2 separate regions of the Hordeum vulgare genome follow, and region 1 is linked to region 2. The links are chromatin contacts, called in public Hi-C maps. All regions are on one chromosome and are shown on one strand. Each heading gives the region's core, a stretch centred on a gene start, on an enhancer-like site or on the middle of the called end of the contact. The rest is flanking DNA. Distances are from core to core; before and after follow the strand shown. Region 1 holds the start of LOC123448818 (protein SEMI-ROLLED LEAF 2). Region 2 holds the start of LOC123448817 (DEAD-box ATP-dependent RNA helicase 24).

Region 1 (5,436 bases), core at 1,440-3,939, 490 kb after region 2:
CACACTATGAATATGTGTAACATCACGTTCGAGATTCATTACGAATAAACCATTGACCAGTGGGGCATGACCATAAAACATATCTCTCATATAAATAGAACAACCATTATTCTCAGATTTAAATGAGTAGACATCTCGCATCAAGCGAGATCCCTATACAATGTTCATGCTCAAAGCTGGTACTAAATAACAATTATTAAGGTTTAAAACTAATCCCGAAGGTAGATGTAGAGGCAGCATGCCGACGGCGATCACATCGACCTTGGAACCATTCCCGACGCGGATCGTCACCTCGTCCTTCGTCGGCCTCCACTTATTCCGCAACTCCTTTTTTTGTGTTACAAATGTGAGGAACTGCGCCGGTATCAAATACCCAGGAGCTACTATGAGTGCTGGTAAGGTACACATCAATAACATGTATATCATATATACCTTTGACGTTGCTGGCCTTCTTATCCGCTAAGTACTTGGGGCAGTTCCGCTTCTAGTGACTGTTTCCCTTACAGTAATAGCACTCAGTCTCAGGCTTGGGTCCATTGTTTGGCTTCTTCCTAGCAATTGGTTTACCGGGCGCGGCAACTGCTTTGCCATCCTTCTTGAAGTTCTTTTTACCCTTGCCTTTCTTGAAACTGGTGGTCTTATTCACCATCAACACTTGATGTTCTTTCTTGATTTCCACCTCCGCTGATTTTAGCATTGAATACAACTCATGAATGGTCTTCTCCATCCCTTGCATGTTGTAGTTCATCACAAAGCTCTTATACCTAGGTGGAAGCGACCGGAGGATTCTGTCAATAACCGCGTCATCCGGAAGGTTAATTCCCAGCTGAGACAAGCAGTTGTGCAACCCAGACATTCTGAGTATGTGCTAGCTGACAGACCCATTCTCCTCCATCTTACAACTGAAGAACTTGTCGGAGACTTCATATCTCTCGACCCGGGCATGAGCTTGGAAAACCAGTTTCAGCTCTTGAAACATCTCATATGCTCCATGTTGCTCAAAACGCTTTTGAAGCCCCGGTTCTAAACTGTAAAGCATGCCGCAGTGAACCAGGGAGTAATCATCACTACGCGATTGCCAGGCGTTCATAACGTCTTGAGATGCCGGGAAAACGGGTGCTTCACCTAGCGGTGCATCAAGGACATACATTTTCTTGGAAGTTATGAGGATGAGCCTCAAGTTACGGACCTAGTCTGCATAGTTGCTTCCATCATCTTTCAGTTTGGTTTTCTCTAGGAACGCGTTGAAGTTCAGTGGGACATGTGCGTTGGCCATTGGATCTACAATATAGATTGTAAAGACAATTTAGACTAAGTTCATGATAATTAAATTCATCTAATCAAATTATTTAATGAACTCCCACTCAGATAGACATCCCTCCAGTCATCTAAGTGCTACATGATCCATATCGACTAGGCCGTGTCCGATCATCACGTGAGACGGACTAGTCATCAATGGTTAATATATCCATGTTGATTGTATCTCCATAAGACTCATGTTCGACATTTCGGTCTCTCGTGTTTCGAGGCCATGTCTGTACATGCTAGGCTCGTCAAGTCAACCTAAGTGTTCTGCGTTTGTAGACACCGACATTTGACGTGCCGAGTAGGGTGCGAGGCATTTTCGTTTCCTTGATTGGCGTCACGACACCTTCGCCCCACGGGCAACAACTCCATCAACACAATCATCACCGTCGTTTCCTCATCATTGTCTTCACCAAACCCTTCATCAACCTCAAGTAAAGATGGTGTGTGGTAGGCTTCCGTGTGCCGTTGTGTACCGATGCGTGCATGGGTGCGAGCCGCGCCACGCCGCACCCATCGGGAGGGAGACGCTCTAGCAGCCCGTTCCAAAAGATCACATCTACAGTGGCAGAGACAAAGGGTGGCAGGAGGGGCCCTGCCCCCCTTAATGTCACTGGTTTAAGCCTAATACTATTGTAAACATTGATTTTTTGCTGTTAAACCAATGTATTTTAATAAACTGGCTCTTCCAAGAAGATTTTAGCAACGTTTGGTAATTCTCATTTTATTTTCGTGGCTCCATCACTACCCCCTAGGTGACACCTGGACAACGGCGCGCGAGACATGCCACTAATGCAGGGTGACGGAGTGGCAAGGTACACGCACATATTCATATTCCTCAATTATCTTAGGTAAAGGATGGAAGAATTGTTTGGAAAACATTCAACAGTTTTGCTAGACGAGGACAAAGTAATGGTTTCTTGTAATTTACTCCTGTGTGCCTATCTGTTCTAACCTACTCTTATTTATGAAGTAATCCTTCTATAAACTAATATAAGATCATTTAGATCACTAAAGTAGTTATCTAAATGCTTTTATATTAGTTTACAGAGGGAGTACTTATTAAATAAGGCTAGTCTGGATGATTATTTATGTTAGGCAGATGATTATTTAAGAAGAGAGTTATGACCTTGTCTTATATGGTGGTTAATTAAGAAGAGAGATTCTGGATAAAGTCACCGTTGGCCTTATGTGGTTATTAAATAAACAAAGCATGTATATATAGCAACATATTAAATGAGAGATAATATTATTAAGAATCCTATATCTCTGAAGAAGCCTTCGGGTGCAATCGGATGCAAACCCAACGCCTTGCCATGTGCGTCACTGTTGTGTACCACTACACTTTTGGGCAGGCTGGCGGGTGGGCGTGGAAAGCCGTCGTCAATCCTCGCCGAGCACAGGAGAAAAGGCTGCTCCAATTGGCCCTGCCACCGAGGCCGCGGTCACGTGAAGCCCCTCTTCTGTGCCCTTCCTCCTCTTTCCCCACTCCACACTCTCCCCAACACACCAAAATTCCCCATCCACCCGTCTCCGCCATGCCTGGACTCTCCTGACCTAGCTTGCCGTGCCGTGCCCCACAGCCCCTCCGCCTCTCCTGCGCGGGTCGCCGCCGTCGCCATTACCCTTCTTCCCCGTCGCGGCATCGCGTGTCTCCACCCCGTCCGCAACCTCCGCCCGTTGGTTGGGTTTGGAGGTTACTTGGAGTTGGAGGTATGTTTCCGTCCAGCGATTAGTTAAGAAATCCCACTGGCCTCCACAATGCGCACGCGACACGCCGTCTAGATCCGCCACTGACCCGGCCGGTTGCTACAGCTCCAGCCTCCGAAGATGGGTTTCATGGGGGCGAAGCTGTTCCCGTCGTGCGAGAGCATGTGCGTCTGCTGCCCGGCGCTGCGTCCGAGCTCGCGCCGCCCCGTCAAGCGGTACAAGAAGCTGCTCGCTGAGATATTCCCCAAGACGCCTGTAAGTGCTCGCTTGTCGCTATTGTTGGCCGGCCTGGTTGGTTGCTGCTGCGGTCGTTGGATATGCTGTGCTGTGCTGTCTTTGATCTATAAGTGGACTAATCCACATGTTCCTTAAACATGCTCCACAGAACGTGGCCTTGTCACATGGTTATCTTCTGCCACCGTGTAACTGTTTTTTGCAGAATGTAGCTTCCGCTGTTGCTTGCAAAGGACACACTAATGCTCATGCAGTAGATTTTACCTTTGTAGGAGGGCCCCCCAAATGATAGGAAAATCATGAAGTTATGCGAGTATGCTGCCAAGAATCCCCTGCGCATTCCAAAGGCATGTGATCTTTGCATCATGCTTTCTCACATTACATTGCTAAAGTGTTCTTTAGGAGTCTTTGGTTAATCAATATTCAGTAGGTTTCTCTTCACTGCATGCCTGTCAGATTGCCAAGTTTCTGGAACAGAGGAGTCGCAAGGAGCTGCGCGCTGCTCATCTGAACTATGTCAAGATAATCACTGAAGCATACAGCAAGCTACTCTTCATTTGTAAGGAGCAGATGTGAGTTTCTGAAATTCTTGGCCGCCACTCATGTTTTCTATTCGAAAATGTTAATGGTTTCCGATGAATCTCCGTGTCTAAAAAGTTATGTTACTGTGTGCATGTGATGGTATAGGGCATATTTTGCCATCAGCCTGGTGAACGTCCTTACCGACCTTCTGGAAAGCAAGCAGGAGAACATTCATATCCTTGGATGTCAAACTTTAGCGAGGTTTATTTACAGCCAGGTGGGTATTATGATGGACCAGGCATGCTTAGAGTTATAAACATTGCATTTCAATCTGTTCCTCCTAATCATGAAAGACTACTACTCGAGTCACTTTATTTATTTTTGGTCATGTATGACATTCACTATGCTGGCACATTCACAGGTAGACAACACATATGCACGAAATATTGAGAGCTTGGTCCACAAAGTGTGCACACTTTCACGGCAACAGGGAGTGGAGCATAGTCTTCTGCGGGCAGCAAGCCTACAGTGTCTCTCAGCAATGGTAAATGTGGCTTTGCAGCTCTCTTTCTTCATTTCTGTTATCTTCACATTTCCAGGTAATTTGTTTGAATGTCCAGTTCAGTTAACTATTGTAATACTCGTGCAGATCTGGTTTATGAAGGAACATTCATACATATTTGCTGATTTTGATGAGGTAACTACAATCAGTTCTTTTAGTTGCATTGCTCCTTGGACAGTTGAATTCCAAATTGCTCAACCTGTTGCTTGCTTAGTTGCTTGTTTGCACCAGGTTATTACCAATAGAATGCTTGTGTGGTCATAAAGAATACCATTATTTATCTTGTCTTCTGCAGACTGCAAACATTGTTGACTTATCCAGTTCTGTAATGATTTCTGTTTTGACTTCTAGTAAAATGGTTATATCATGGTACATAAGAATTCAGATGGTTCCGTTATGGTTTCGCTATTTCTTTCGGGGAGTTTTCACTTCGCGTATTGTTTTGTTTGATAAGCTCTTGAAGAACTTTTATGTTTCTCAACTTTAATGCTATGATAGATGCTGACAATCTAACTCTCTTTGATGTGATAGATGGTGCAATCGGTCTTGGAAAATTATAGGATGGATGGAACTGCTGGTGGTGATGATGACAGACATGCATCACAACATAACTGGGTTGATGAAATAGTCAGGCGCGAGGGAAGAGCTGGTTTAGGTGGAGGTAATGATGTAAATTTCTGTGGTGCAACAACTACTAGACTGCGATCAGCAAGGGACTCTTCAGCACTGACCAGGTGAAGTGTCATTCTCATTTATATATGCTCGCTATAGTACCTTTTCTTTTCCTAAATTATGTGCAGAAAAAAAAGGAATGCTGGCGCACATCATATACACTTTTACTGCATTGCAACCTTTCAGTTCATTTTAGTTCTGTATGGTGTCTAGCAATAGTGCATGTCATTCCTTTTCATGCTTTGAAGGGTACATACATGCTAAAAGCCTATAACTGAGGTTCAGATACCACACTTAAAGTGTAGGTGTCTTTCAACTTCAGTTGACAACTTATTTGTGTGGCTAATGTGACCTTGCTATCAAGTACATGCACATTGCACTGGAGATGCAGAAAAAGAGCATGAAAGGACAGATTGAAGAAAAATTCCTTT
Region 2 (5,193 bases), core at 1,524-4,023:
ATCGTGTATAACTAAACAAACAGGACAAACCTTTTCTGGAGTCACGGTTAGCTCTGAACCTGCCATCCTGGAATTCAAACAACAGTCGGTTTAGAAAAGGGGTTGTGCTCGTCGTAGAATGACTAGGCAAACTATAACAATAGTATGTATTTTAGCAGCTGAAAGAACACGCAAAATTCGCAAATAAGTTAGTAGGAACCCACCTTCATTGCCAGGTCCATAAGTTCGTTGGGCACATCTTGACCAGCAGCAATTAAACTATGAACCAATTCACCTGCAAATCGTGATTCTTTCTGTGTAATAAGAGTATATGCTGTGCCATCTTTATCACCGGCTCGGCCAGTTCTTCCAATGCGGTGAATATGCATATCCATTTCTTTTGCAATATCAAAGTTGACAACTGTTTTAATTGACTTTATGTCCAGACCACGTGCAGCAACATCAGTTGCAACAAGAACATGATAAATCCCAGACTTGAACTTCTGCAGTGTCTCCATTCGTGATGCTTGATCCTTGTCACCATGAAGTGCTGCAACTTTGAATCCATGCTGATTCAACTGGTTCTCAACCTCATCGACTCGAGCCTTCTTAGTTGCAAATACAAGCACATCTCCATCATCAATCATACCAGGCATTTTCTCGAGAAGCCATGGCATTTTCTCAGCATCAGAAGGGAGTACATTCACAACTTGTTTAATGTCTTCATTAGCACTGCCAACTTGGCCAACTGTGACTCGAATAGGGTCAGTCAAAATTTCTCTAGCCAATCGTTCCACTTTGTATGGCATTGTTGCAGAAAAAAGCAAGGTTTGTCGGTCTGGTCTAATTTGACCAACAATGGATCGTATCTGAGGCTCGAACCCAAGATCAAACATGCGATCAGCTTCATCAAGAACCAAATAAGTCGCCCGAAACATCCTCAGTGCCTTCATCTTAAGCAAGTCTATCAGTCTCCCTGGGGTAGCAACGACTATTTCACAGCCTGATTTCAGTTCTTTAAACTGTTCAAACTTGGAAACACCACCATAAACAGCAGCAACTTGAAGGTTGTAAGGCTTTGCAAACTTCTTAGCTTCGAGATATATCTGATGTGCCAATTCTCTTGTTGGAGCACATATGACTCCTATTGGACCTTCTTCCTTCTGAAGTTCAGGCTGATCCATAATATGAACAATCATAGGGAGCACAAATGCTGCAGTCTTGCCTGAACCAGTTTTCGCAATACCAATGATATCTCTACCTGAAAGGACAATAGGTAAAGCCTGGCACTGAATTGTTGTCGGCTTTTCATAACCCTGCTTGGCAATGGCATTCATCAATGGAACAGGAAACCCACAATCCTCAAAGTTTTTAACAGGCCTGGGCACATCAAAGCCTGAAACCCGGATTGCCAAACTTTTCATGTAATCAGCCACCTCTTCCACACTCATCCCTACAAGAGACAAATAGAGAAATTCAATAAATGCCTTCAAGTAGGAATTGCCAAACCATAAACAATGAGCAAGAACAACCAGCAAAAGTTATAATCAAGTTACATCATGCTAGATCACACAAACATGTACAAGTACTTGCAAGATTTCAGTTGCAATGGCTTGTAACATAGAGAGACTTCATTACACTAATTATTTAGCAATGTCAGCAGAAGGGGAACGAGACACCAGATGTACAACAGAAATGTTTCAGTTACTCAAGACTAGCAATCGAAGTGATTGTGTAAATTATGGCTCTCCAACTGCTGTCTCAGGGAGGGTAACTGCAAACTGGTGATTGTGTAAAGAAGTGATGAGCCGGTGCTTGCCATCTCAAAATAACAGAGATGCATTCTATACTAATAGCCAGCACCCAAACAATAAGCATGGAATTCAAAATAGTGATCACCGACCCTTGTAGGGCATCATTTTTGTTTACAGCATCCAATTGATATAGACTATTCTGGTTCATCATTTGATTGACTAAATAGAGCAAAGAATCTAGACCTCTGGTCAGGCTTCATATGGTGAGATCAAACTGAAGTAATGGCTTATAACAGTATAATCTACACAGGCCGCCAATTTAACAGTTAACCATACACAAGCTCAATCAAACGGTAAGATATACTTCACCTGAAACTGACGGCTTCTCCTCGTAGAAATCCTTGGTGAAGGGCTCGTACTCGATGGTCGAATGGTCCAGCGGTGGTATGGGCTCTATCTTCCTCTTGTCAACTACTATTGGGTTGTCGTCGGAGTCGTACTCCATCATGCCGGCGTCGACGGCCTTAGCGGCAGCGTACACCTCCTCGTCGGAGTTATACCCGGCGTTCATGACGTCGGCGGCAAGCGTGAGCCCGGCGTCCTTCTTGGCCCGCAGGAAGCTCTCCATGGGGTCGTCGTCCTCGTCGGAATCCGCGGGGCGGAGTGCCTCGGGCTTGGGCGGCGGGGGAGGCGCGCGGATCTCCTCCTGGATCTCTGCCATGAATGCGTCGAGCGGATCGATCTCGTCGTCCTCCGCCTTGCCGCCCTCCGCGGCGTCCGAGGGTGCGGCTGCGTCGTCAGAGAAAGCGATTTCCTCGAGGTCGTCATCCGCGGGAACGTAGAGGCGCGGCGCGGGTTGGGAGCGCTCGAAGCTGTATGAGGTGGGCCTCGGGATGCTGAAGCCCTCGAGCCTCGGTCGCTTCGACATGGACGGCGTGCAAGGTGGAGGTGGCGAGCGAGCTAGGGTTTGTGTAGCGAGGCGGGGAGGAAGACGATGGACACGGAGGGTCGGAGAGAACTGGAGCCGTTGGTTGGGTCGCTGGTGTTGTGGGCCGGGTACTGGACGGGGCTTGGGCCTCGGCGCCTCGCCGACTCACCGGTTCCGAGCAAGCCATCTCACTCATTGGGTTTCTTTTTCTTTTCTTTTTTTTAAGGGAAAAGCTTACCTTCGACATGTCGATTGCGCTCACTCATCCGCCGGCTCGACGATTGTCAGATCTGTCGTTGATCAGACGGACGAGATCGTCCCTGTTTCCGCGTCGCGACCATTTTCTAAAACAGAGCCGTTATTTCAACACTGTCTCCCGCAGTTGAGTGTCCACTCGCGTTGTTGTGTCTTGCTGTTGGATTTGGGAGGGCGACGGGGCCGGTGACGCACGACGGCACGGCGGCGGGTGGTCGCATCATTTGCAGCACGGTGGCAACGGCTACAGATACTGCGGTGGCCGGCGTCGACTCCAGCGGATATGCATGCTCATCCCCTCCCCCCCCCACCACACACACACACACACAAACTGCGTCATTTCTGCAGGTCCTCCTTCGATCGCACCATGTAGCCCCGTGCGGAGATCAATGCCATGTCGTTCTACGACGGGCAGCAGCTGGGCACCCCTATGGCGCTCTCGGAACTGAGAACGTAGGAGTGGCACTGCGTAGGCGTTTCCCGGGCCGTTTTCATGGCACTTTGTAGGCGTTCATGGCGGTCCTCCCGAGGTGGCTTCATGCATGACGACAACGGTGGCTTGGAGTAGGTAGTTCAGCAGCGTAGTAGCATGTCACCGATATGTGTGCTGGATGTGGATTGTTTGCCTTGTGTTGTTGAGATGTTCAGATGTTTCAGATTTGTATGTTGTGTTGGATGTGGATTGGATGATGCTTCATAGATCTTGTGATTAGAGTTGAGTGATGGATGTGATTCAGAGATGTAGTGATAATATTTTAATGTTTTTGAATTCTTTTGTTGAAATGTTTGTGAATTTCTGAATCATGTATCCTGATATCAGCATGCACCCTCACAATGAGCGTGCCAATGTGTAGGTTTCAATTAGTTTGACTGGGGCCATGGCTTTGGCAATGAGTGACACAATTAGTTTTGCTTTTTTGTTGTTTCAGTGAGCATGTTGTTGATTTTTAATATGTTTCGGGTTTTTATTACTTCCTAAATTCAGTGTTGCTGAAAATTTGTGGTTTGAATGTGATGCAGAGTAACCTAAAGTTATATGATCATAGTTTTCAGGTTGCGTTATTTTCTGAATTTTCCTCTGAAGCTCTTATAGCGAATATTTTTGTGAAAATTGAATCATGTGTGTAATGTATCACTAGTCTATGTACCTTGGGCTCCCATGTACCTTTGATTTTATTAGATTAATAGAGATGCATGATCATAGCATCTTGTTTTCATTTTTGGTTTGTTTTGCAGCATGCCCATCTACCAAACTCGATGGTCGAAGCGGCTACGTGAGATAGCAAATGCTATCGAAGGGAAGAAGAGGGATGTGATAAGCAAATCCAGCTTCAGTGATTTGCTATACATCTCTCCTTTTGTTCCTCCTAAAGAAGAGCTTCTCGATTTCATAGTCATGAAGATTGACACCAAGAAGCATGTGTTTAAGTATTGATCTGTTTTCTTTTCGTCATTTGTCTCCTTTTTCCTATACTTGTTGCATAACATGTTTTCCTCGCAACATATACTAACTTTTTAATTGTGTGTACTATAGAGTTAATGACAAGAAGATACACTTAACAAGAGACATGGTTAAGAGGATATTCAATGTGCCATCTGGTAGCGCACCGCTAGAATTTGGCAAGAGGGGCAAAGTGGACTTCTGTGAAGTTTATTTGGACAGCGAAAGGGCTCCAATACCCTCAATAATCGATGTTTTGTCTAAGGCAGATGATGATGACAAGGAGACCATCGAGAGGTCATGGGCTTTACTCTGCCTAGCATTGGTATTAACTCGTGGGATAGGAAATGTGGTTCCCCTAGAATATTTGTACACTTTCTGAGACATGAGTGTGTTCCATGAGTTCGCGTTTGATGAGCATATTATGTCTGATGTGATGAAGAAGTTAAAAAATACCATGACAGGAGGAACGACGGCAAAGCAAAATTCTTGATTGATGGATGTCTACCAATGCTTCCGGTACAACCCTTCTATTCCCGCTACATTTGCACCTTATTTTATCGGGACAACGACCCTTCTAGTCAGGAGCTGATGTTTCTTTATTTTTCTATGTGCGGGTAATTTACATGGACCACCTTGATGTGCCAAGAGTATGTTTAGTTAATCACACTATCAACTACTCTGCCTAGAGCTTGTTTTGTACATTAAATGGACTTTTACGTTGTTGTTGCTGTTGACATTCTGGATGATGGTTTTGGGAAGCGGCATGTAAGTTACTCAAGCCGAATGCATCACTTTTAATATATTTGTTTTATCTAGAGAACCTTCTTACCTAT

The links. Hi-C and Micro-C count contacts between places; a contact is called where the count stands out from the background.
Region 1: a Hi-C map of seedling shows a contact between it and region 2, with 4 times the contacts expected there. The contact joins the promoter of LOC123448818 here to the promoter of LOC123448817 in region 2. A contact is called at or near these places in 3 of 6 Hi-C or Micro-C datasets (leaf and seedling) and 1 of 1 datasets of contacts at active chromatin or transcription factors (embryo).

What each region holds. Positions count from the first base shown.
Region 1 is chr4H:427,441,213-427,446,648 of MorexV3_pseudomolecules_assembly, forward strand. It overlaps LOC123448818 (protein SEMI-ROLLED LEAF 2), which reads left to right and starts at 2,690. Exons shown (of 20, transcript XM_045125839.1): 1 at 2,690-3,018; 2 at 3,121-3,270; 3 at 3,522-3,596; 4 at 3,706-3,821; 5 at 3,937-4,048; 6 at 4,193-4,315; 7 at 4,421-4,468; 8 at 4,865-5,067. The coding sequence starts at 3,136.
Region 2 is chr4H:426,950,833-426,956,025 of MorexV3_pseudomolecules_assembly, forward strand. It overlaps LOC123448817 (DEAD-box ATP-dependent RNA helicase 24), which reads right to left and starts at 2,774. Exons shown (of 5, transcript XM_045125837.1): 1 at 2,103-2,774; 2 at 204-1,432; 3 at 31-67. The coding sequence starts at 2,661.